2 separate regions of the Mus musculus genome follow, and region 2 is linked to region 1. A link is a contact called in public HiChIP or PLAC-seq data. All regions are on one chromosome and are shown on one strand. Each heading gives the region's core, a stretch centred on a gene start, on an enhancer-like site or on the middle of the called end of the contact. The rest is flanking DNA. Distances are from core to core; before and after follow the strand shown. Region 1 overlaps Ccdc141 (coiled-coil domain containing 141). Region 2 has its middle 7.1 kb from the start of Gm35317.

Evidence for each region. HiChIP or PLAC-seq counts read pairs in DNA pulled down with a chosen protein or histone mark.
Region 2: a contact with region 1 is called in an H3K27ac HiChIP or PLAC-seq map of heart atrium, with 2.3 times the contacts expected there. The contact joins two enhancer-like sites. A contact is called at or near these places in 1 of 15 datasets of contacts at CTCF or cohesin (the NIH/3T3 cell line), 1 of 484 Hi-C or Micro-C datasets (nephron progenitors) and 1 of 115 datasets of contacts at active chromatin or transcription factors (heart atrium).

The regions. Positions count from the first base shown.
Region 1 is chr2:77,107,432-77,111,675 of GRCm38.p6, forward strand. It overlaps Ccdc141 (coiled-coil domain containing 141), which reads right to left. Exons shown (of 24, transcript NM_001025576.3): 6 at 932-1,048. Among named protein-coding and RNA genes, the nearest start is that of Gm39862, 39 kb to the left of the region's middle. Within about 2 kb of position 2,265, at least 15 of the 459 cell types and tissues checked have an H3K27ac peak or open chromatin away from gene starts, as enhancers often do. A contact at or near this core is called in heart atrium, where this site is marked.
Region 2 is chr2:77,314,733-77,318,976 of GRCm38.p6, forward strand. No RefSeq gene overlaps it. Among named protein-coding and RNA genes, the nearest start is that of Gm35317, 7.1 kb to the right of the region's middle. Within about 2 kb of position 2,334, at least 40 of the 459 cell types and tissues checked have an H3K27ac peak or open chromatin away from gene starts, as enhancers often do. A contact at or near this core is called in heart atrium, where this site is marked.

The DNA of each region.
Region 1 (4,244 bases), core at 1,015-3,514:
ATGAGCAGTTTCATAACTGCATGTTTTAACAATCACTTAAACATTGAGATTAGACTTCTACATTCAATCACAGCAAGAAAGTAACATGAAACTAAGAATGTCATGTCCTTAGAATATTTAACCCTAATTAAATACAGTCTATCCCTGCAAGCCTTCTATCAGTCTCAAATGAGTATATGGTTGGTCTTCCTTGCCACCAACTAACAAGTGTTTCACAACTTTCATGACTTCATTTAACCTGTAACTACCAACCACCTACAATGTTCTAGGTGTAATTTCCTGTACTGGGTCACCAAAATAAGCTTTAGTTCTCTACAGACCATCTGTAAGTGATGCCTGGCTAGGAGTCAATTTCTTGCAAAATGGAGGAATGTGAAGCAAGTGAGAGAGAGAGAGAATGAAGATGAGAGCAGTGAGCAAGCCTGGCAACCAGCGAGGTGACGGTGCTATGTGCAGAAAACAACCAAACAAAACATCACACCAGCAAAGAAACACTCTGCAGAAAGACAGCGAAGCTTAATACTGAAGAGCTGGGACCTTGGGTTGGACAGAATCAAATTCCACCTCTGCCTGGGATAAGACTTAACTTTGATGAAGCCACTCTCTTTGTTTGTCAAAGCCTCTGCTTTGTTTCAGTCCAATTTAAAAAAAAAAATGGTAAACTTCTCAGGGGTCTGTGACCATTTAAATAAAGCGTCTCTCATACTCAGACTAGACAATAATTATGACCTGTTAGTGTGTCGATGTGTGTGTGTGTGTGTATGTGTGTGTGTGTGTGTTTACAAGCTTCAGTCTTACTGTTACTCTAGCAGTTAATGGGCAGTGGCGTTCCCTAACGCTCTAGTGATCATTTCTATGCAATCTGTAAATGACTCAGCCTATTCCAAGAGTCATCTCCCTTGCATTCCCCACTCATTTTAGTGGACCTTACCTTTGCTTTGACTATCAGGTCCTCGTGCTTGCAGATTAGCTCTCTGTTGTCTGAAAGTGATGCGCCCAGACTCTGTTCCTGCAGATCTCTTATTGCTTTCTGAAACCAAGAAGAAACCTGGGGAAGGGGTGAGAAGAAAGGACCAATATGTAAATGATCAGGATAGACGATTTAAATGCAGACACAGTAGTGCAACCTTTCAAAACAAAGCAATTCGATCTCTTTCTACATACGCTAATTTATATAGGATGTTAACATCATCTAGGCATTTAATGTTCTCTTTATTTCAGCCTCTCAATGCTTAAGGGCAAAAAAGGACTAAATAACCAGAGAAGAGCCCAGGGAAGGGCTGCTTAACAGCTCAGTGGATTATGAGGCATGAGAAATGAGTCAGCATATTCTCCAAAAGCCACAGTGCGTCCCCATGCAGTCCATACATCTTGCTTCCTTTCCAAATATAACGTTTTTTCTCTATATAAACATGAGCCTGGATATAGTTACACAGATCCAGTTAAAGATATTGAACAGCCTATGTGGAATCATATTTTCTAGTATACAAAAAGAAAATACAAACGTATTTCATTTGCAGTCCCTGGAGGAAATCGGAGGAATGAAAAGGCACAGTTATGAAACCCCATGGAGACTGTAAGAACAGGACGTGGGTACCAGATACATGTACGGTTGACTCAGGACACATGACACACAGTGTCAAGACAACAGATATTGTGGAGGTTGATTGCAGTAATAAATATGTTGTTATTTTAATTTTTTAATTAGTTAACTTTGGAGGAATGCTGACATTGAACCCAGGATCTCACACAAGTCGAACAAGCACTCTACCATTAAGTTTGTGGTGTTGCACTTTTAGTGAGGCCAGATTTTAAGAGATACTATAACTTGATGTGAGACTTCTGACTTAAGACTCCTGAACACAAGAACCTTGATATCCATCAAATGAAGTGCAGCTAGATTTGCACTATCTGCTTCTGTACAGCATTATCCCTGAATCCTATCAGAATGACTAATTTGTAAGACACCACACTATAAACTAGATGTGTGGCTCGTTGCTTTGAGAGCATTGTCTTCGTCTTTCTCAGTAAGTCCACAACAAGAGCAATCTAATCATACAAACGTACAGAAGAAGTAAATGAATTGGGAGAGCTGAAGCCGTTTATCTAGAGACAGATGGTAGCAGCAGAAGAAGGATCTGCCCCAAGTGTACATAATTCCAAAATCCATGCTCTTCTGCTGTGCCCCGCCACTATGCTCATGTCACCTACAGTCTTTCAGCCCTGTTGTCTGGGGATACTGTTGCCAACCTCAAAGATGAAAATTGGCAGTCCGCTCAAAATGGTGGGCAGAGCCAAGAGTCATACTGTGTCTTTCTGAGGCCCCAGTTATCTTGTCTGCACAGCCATGGGCTTTCTTCCAGCTCCTGTAACAGGAAGGGATATATGAAGCCGGAGGCTGAGGAAAGGGTGTCGGGTCTAAAGTTCCAAACTGAAAATGTGCCTCATGCTCCGCAGATGGCAGTGGTAGAGGCTCACCCCAGTGAGATGCCTGTGGGCCACGGGGAGCTGGGGTGGCAGCTGATCTTGAGAGCAGAAGGTCTGAACTAGCTCAGCATTTCCCCAGCACAGAATGGGGAATAAGTTACGGAGCAACAGGGTTTCTTCAGCTTACCAAAATGTTAGCCCATTATCAGTACAAACAACAAAAAAAAAATCCACATTTATCCTGTAGCCATTTTTATATGAAATTCACCTTCTTCCTAATATTGGTAAAGTATGTGATATATATATTTCACATTATATAGACATGTATGTATATAGTATTTTTATATATTTATAGTTCCTTGAAACCATTTTTCTGGTATCCAATTAGAACTAGATAAGTACAATATACATAGAAGAACCCACAGAGGGCACTTAGAGAACAGCACTAAAAGTTATTTTGCTTTTATATAAAATAATTTCTTACAACGCCAGCGAGTGCTTACAGAAATGTGAACGGAGGAGTGGTTTGGGGGGTTTTCCTCAAAGAGAGCATGAGAATAACTAACTGAGACTATTTAGTTGTTGAGGACCAGAAGTGAGTGTTTTCTATTCCTAGCTAGAGTTGGGGTGGGGGTAGACATCTCAAGAATGTTTTATTGTGGGCCAGCTAATATGGACGCTAAGTGGATGAAACAAAGGAGGAAGCAGGTGTTCCTTAATCTCCCTGAACAGGTGAGAAGCCTATAGCCGCAGATAATCCTATTTAATTTGTGAGTCAAATATTTGTCATCTAACAAATGTCAGAGATGATGAAACCTAGAAGGAAGCGAGGGAGGGAAATTCTGTGATTTCTTTTTCTTCCTCTTCTTCTCCTCCTCCTCTTCTTCCTTCTCTTCTTCCTCCTCTTCTTCCCCCTCTTCTTCTTCCTCTTCTTCCTCCTCCTCCTCCTTCTCCTCCTCCTCTTCTTTCTTCTTCTATTGATATTGATCTTACCTCATAGCTCTAGCTGGCCTGGACCTTGGCACACAGACCAGGTGGGCTTCCACTGCCTTCCTCTGTTCCCCAAGTACTGGGATTGAAGGTCTGCACTGCTGCAACAGCTTGTTTTGACTTTTAAATAGTGCTGACTGACTTAATCCTTTGGTTCTTGCTGACACTATTTCACCCTTCAAAAGCTACCTACTAAGCAACACGTTGGAGGTAGAAAACTCTTGTGATACTCAGTAGCTTTCATCCTGGCTTCCAAAACTTATGATTCTAGTTCTACACATTTTTTTTCTGACCAGATACACTTTAGGGAGAAACACAAGTTGGTATGAATGCTTGAAGTAAGTAGATCATCATTAGCACATTACATCTTATCATGAGGCATTCTGACACATGAGTGGCCACGTAGATCAGGTTTACCACCTGTGCTGTGAGATGCACACAAACAGGTTCAGAGTTCTCAGGCTAAAATAAGACACCCCAAATAGCCACAAGAATATCCACCACCATGCTCTGATACCCGGTCAATCATTCATTACATCCCACAAGTAGTTACTACAGACAGCTGCACAGCTATTCCAAGGGTTTTTTTTTTTTTTATAAGCCTTTGAATTGCATCAGTTGCTGTCCAAAAAGCTTGAGTGATGAATCCATCCAATGAACACTTCTGCAGAATAGTACCACAAAAGGAGACAGAGTTATGGGGAGGAAGAGAGAACAACAAAAGGAAACCATTCAGAGAACTCACTGGAAATTGGTTCTGTGTATCAGTTAGCAAGGTAGGGGAGAAAGGAAAACTTTCCCTTGCCTGTCTCTGGCCCTACCATCCG
Region 2 (4,244 bases), core at 1,084-3,583, 210 kb after region 1:
GATTTTTATTTAAGGGTCTAGAGAGATAGCTCAGTGGTTAGATGCACTCGCTGCTCTTCCAGAGGACATGAGTTTGTTTTTCAGCATCCGTGGGCTGCTCACAATCACCAGTAACTAGTTCCAGGGAATCGGCCCCCTCTTCTTCTCTGAAGGGGAAACACAGTGGTATACACTCACATAGACACATATACAAAAATAAAAATGAACTTCATTTTGAAAGTCTCTCATTAAAGGTTTTATACCTCCTAGAAAACACAGCCCCTCACCTCCTGATTTCTCACAATTCAAGCCATGGGGTACCTTGAGTTCCTTAAGCTTATGACATGGCACCTGTCACAGACTCTGCTATGTCCTTCACCAACTGAGCACTTTGAAGGCAGACTCAGATTGTGCAAGGCCAGCACATGGTCAGTGATTACTGAGTCCTGACTAAGGTTGATAGGGAAGTAGTCGAGCGTGGAACTTAGTTGGATAGTGCACGTTTACTCCCAAAGGGAAAAGCAACAGAAGCTGTCATCTCTGAGAGGAGAGCTTGGTGAAGGGTTAGCAAAGGAAGACCTTTCATGTTTTCCTTTTATGTGCTTAAAAAAAAAAAACCCTAAGTGGCCTGCTGTGCAGGGTTTATGAGAACATGATAGGACTGTTATCACAACTAGGTCTTGCCTTTCGTTAGACTTCCCACTAATTGGATGACCTTGGGCAAACCACTCAATTTTCTCATTGTAAAGTCCGAGAATTGGCTAAAGTGGGGTTCTTTTCAGATCTTTCTCAGGTTTAAAATGCTACGGTTTTACAAACGGAGTGAATTAGCAACTTTGTAATGGAATTCTTAGTTCTTTCCCCCTGATTCCAGATGAGTTTTTCTCTTTGGATGTTAAAAGGCTATTGCAGGGCTGGCGAGATGGCTCAGTGGTTAAGGGTGCTGACTGTTCTTCTGAAGGTCCTGAGTTCAATTCCCAGCAACCACATGGTGGCTCACAACCATCTGTAATGAGATCTGATGCCCTCATCTGGAGTCTCTGAAGACAGCTACAGTGTACTTACATATAATGAATAAATAAATCTAAAAAAAAAAAAAAAAAAAAAAAAAGGCTATTGCAGTTTCTCACAAGGAGATAATATCTCATGTAGGCACTGCAGTTCAGACCTAAACTTCTTGCCTGAAGTACTATAGAGAAGGAAGAATTCCTTCACCCTCCTGGCACACATTCTGTGCCACCCTCAAAGGCAAAATAACATGCACTTCTTCTGAGCTCTCCTAGATTCTAAGTTCTATATTTTATATTCCACATTCTATAGTCTACATTCCACATTCTGTGTTCCACATTCTACATTCCAATTCCATATTCTATTTTCTTCTAAATCATATATATATTCTATATTCTATGTTCTATATTCTCTATTCTTCTCTATTCTATATTGTATTATATATAGTCTATGTTCCATATTCCATATTCTAGGAGATAGAAATAGAATCCCCCACTAGGTGCCAAATACATTTGAGAAATTGCTGCAGTCTAGAGCCTTTCTTGGAGACAACCAATGTATTTGCTCTCCTGAAGGCTCAGAGAAGCCCCGCTGTGTGGAAATGCACTTACTGGCATTTTCCTAACCAAGAAGCATGGAAAGTGTGCTCCCCTGCACATGTGTTCGTGTTTGTGGCAGTGTGTTCCGATGGCACCAAACTGGGAAAGTCATTTTGAATGACCTCTCTGCTGTGTGGTTTAACTGTTGTCTCCATGAAATCTCTTGTACAGGTAGCCTGACCTAAGTTAGGACTGTCTCGCAGACGTCCTCGATGACAGTCTTTCCAATCCTGCCACTGTCTCTCCTAGCTCCCTTTCCTGTCTTACACTGCCTTGATATAAAAGTTGACTCATATGAGATTTATAAAGGCTATCTATATACCTAACCTTAGAAGATTTCCATTTTAAATCCTCTTTATAACATTATACAGCACATTTCTACAGATACGGCTTAGTTATAGAAAACCTCCATCTGGTCTAGTGGCCACTTAAGCTTCCCTGAAAAAAAATCATTATCTTAGAAATTGCTTACATTTTTTGTCCAGTCACACTTGAATCGTACCTCACTAGTAGAGAAATCTTTTGAAGGACAGAAGAACTTCTGCTCGGAGGACCCGTTGAACTCTGAGTGTGGCATGCCACTCTCTTGTCAGGAGCAAAAGCTAAAATAAACTCTGTAGAATGCCTCTCTCATGATTTATTGTTCCTACAAGCACTTCTCGCCTCTCCCAAGCACATCCCATCGAGTTAAGATGAGAGTTGAGGCCCCATACTGAACGATTACAAAGCTTCAGTTACTTGTCCTACTTTACAGGGATCTGCTTTTAAGGCAGGCACAGCACAGTGCTCTGATAGATGACGGTGCTGGACCATGCTCAGCATGACCAAAGACAGCTGCAACCATAGTTAGCATGAGGCTAACGGCTCTGACCTGACTGCAGAACCCTGTCTGTAAGCGCAAGCCAGCACTGGGGCTGTAGCCAACGGAGTTGACAGCTGTCTCCTCAGGAGCATTGCAGAACAATTTCAGTGAAGCAAAGTCAAGTTCATTTTGAAAATCCTCTGGTTTTCAATCTGAGGAGGCTGAGAAGCTGAATGTGGCTAATCTGAATGATGTCATAATAGTACAATTCAGGATTCAAATGAAACAATGGATTTGATGGGGCTTTGACATAAATACCAGTTAGACAGAAAGCAACGCATCGCTGTTTGGGGCATTGCTTTTCAAAGACAGACTCACTCTACAAAGAAATCTGCAGCTGTAAAATACATGAATAAAATAGACTGGTCAGAGTTTAAAAATAGAGTTATAAATATTTTAATATATTTGCCCTCAGGTCATTTCATGGGTATCATAAGTAAAATAAATTGAGTACTGGCATAATAATACGTAAGTTAATTGAATACAGTGTGTAACTCATAAGTCAATTCTATAAGAACTTTAAACAGGTTAAAGTCAGTAAAAGAAAGAAATAAAAAAATGAGAGAGAGAGATACAAAGATCATTGAATGGTATCATCGAACATATAGATAGACAAAAAAAAAATAATCATCTTGATATACCTTTTCAAGTAGTAATGGGTACATTGAATACAGAGTGCTTTTAGAACTAAATAAATGAATCAAGTTTAAGTAAAACATCAAATGATTATAAGTTGTTTATATACATTGTTACATATTTATGAGATGAAGTTGTAAGCAGTCATTAAAAATTATGGCTACAATGATTACCTAGTGATAAAAGATGATATTGTGCTAAGTGAAAAGGCTGAACTATAGCAAAATTCATAAGCCTATATACTTAAGATTAAGTTTAAATATGTGTGAAAAAAAACTTCTAAATAACAGTGTTTAAATAACAGTGTAAATAGAAGCTTATTTCTCTGTTAAGCATAAGTCCTTTTGGCCGTTCAGGGCTGGAACAGTAACAAAGCAGACAGTGTGCTTCAGTGTTGAATTCTGAAGGGACTCAATCTCAGAGATGACTCCAGAAACCGTTTTGGGCTTCAGGCATGAGGATAAACAGAGGTGAAGGGCAACGGCAAGTATGCACGTGTTGCATCTGAGGACTGATTCCCAGAGATGACACATGACCCTTCAGCTTGGATTCCTTTGAACTGAAACCAGCTAAGCAGCCACTTGTAGCTGCAATGGAAGCTAGGAATGTCAGACTCTCCGTCTCCTATCATGCAATCTTTTATGCAGCTCACAATCTGAGCCTTATCACCACAAAAAGGAGAAATCTTGATGGCAAGCAAAAGTTATTGTTTGCCAACCTTTTACAACTATATAATAAAACCAAGAGAGGGCTGAGGAGATGGGTCAGTGTGTAAAGCATTGGCCTTGCAAACACAAGGACTGGAGGTCTGTTTATGTGCTCTACTACTGCGTTTTTACATCTTTGTTCAACAGGAAAATGGGTTTATAGTTTTCTTATTGTGTACTTATCTTGTTTGTGTACTGTGATGGCTATTCTTGGTTGTCAATTTGACTACATTTGGAATTAACTAAAACCATAAAATAGAGAGCATTCCTGCAAGGGATTTCTGCTTAATTTGAAGTGGGAAGATCTACTTTGGATCTAGACCTTTGAGGTAGGAAGACACACTTTTAATGTGGATCTTTAGCTCAGATCTAATCTGAAGGACACCTTCTGCTGGAAGCCTGCATACACGGGAGAAGGAAGCCTTTGCTCTTTGCCTTCACTCTCACTGGCAA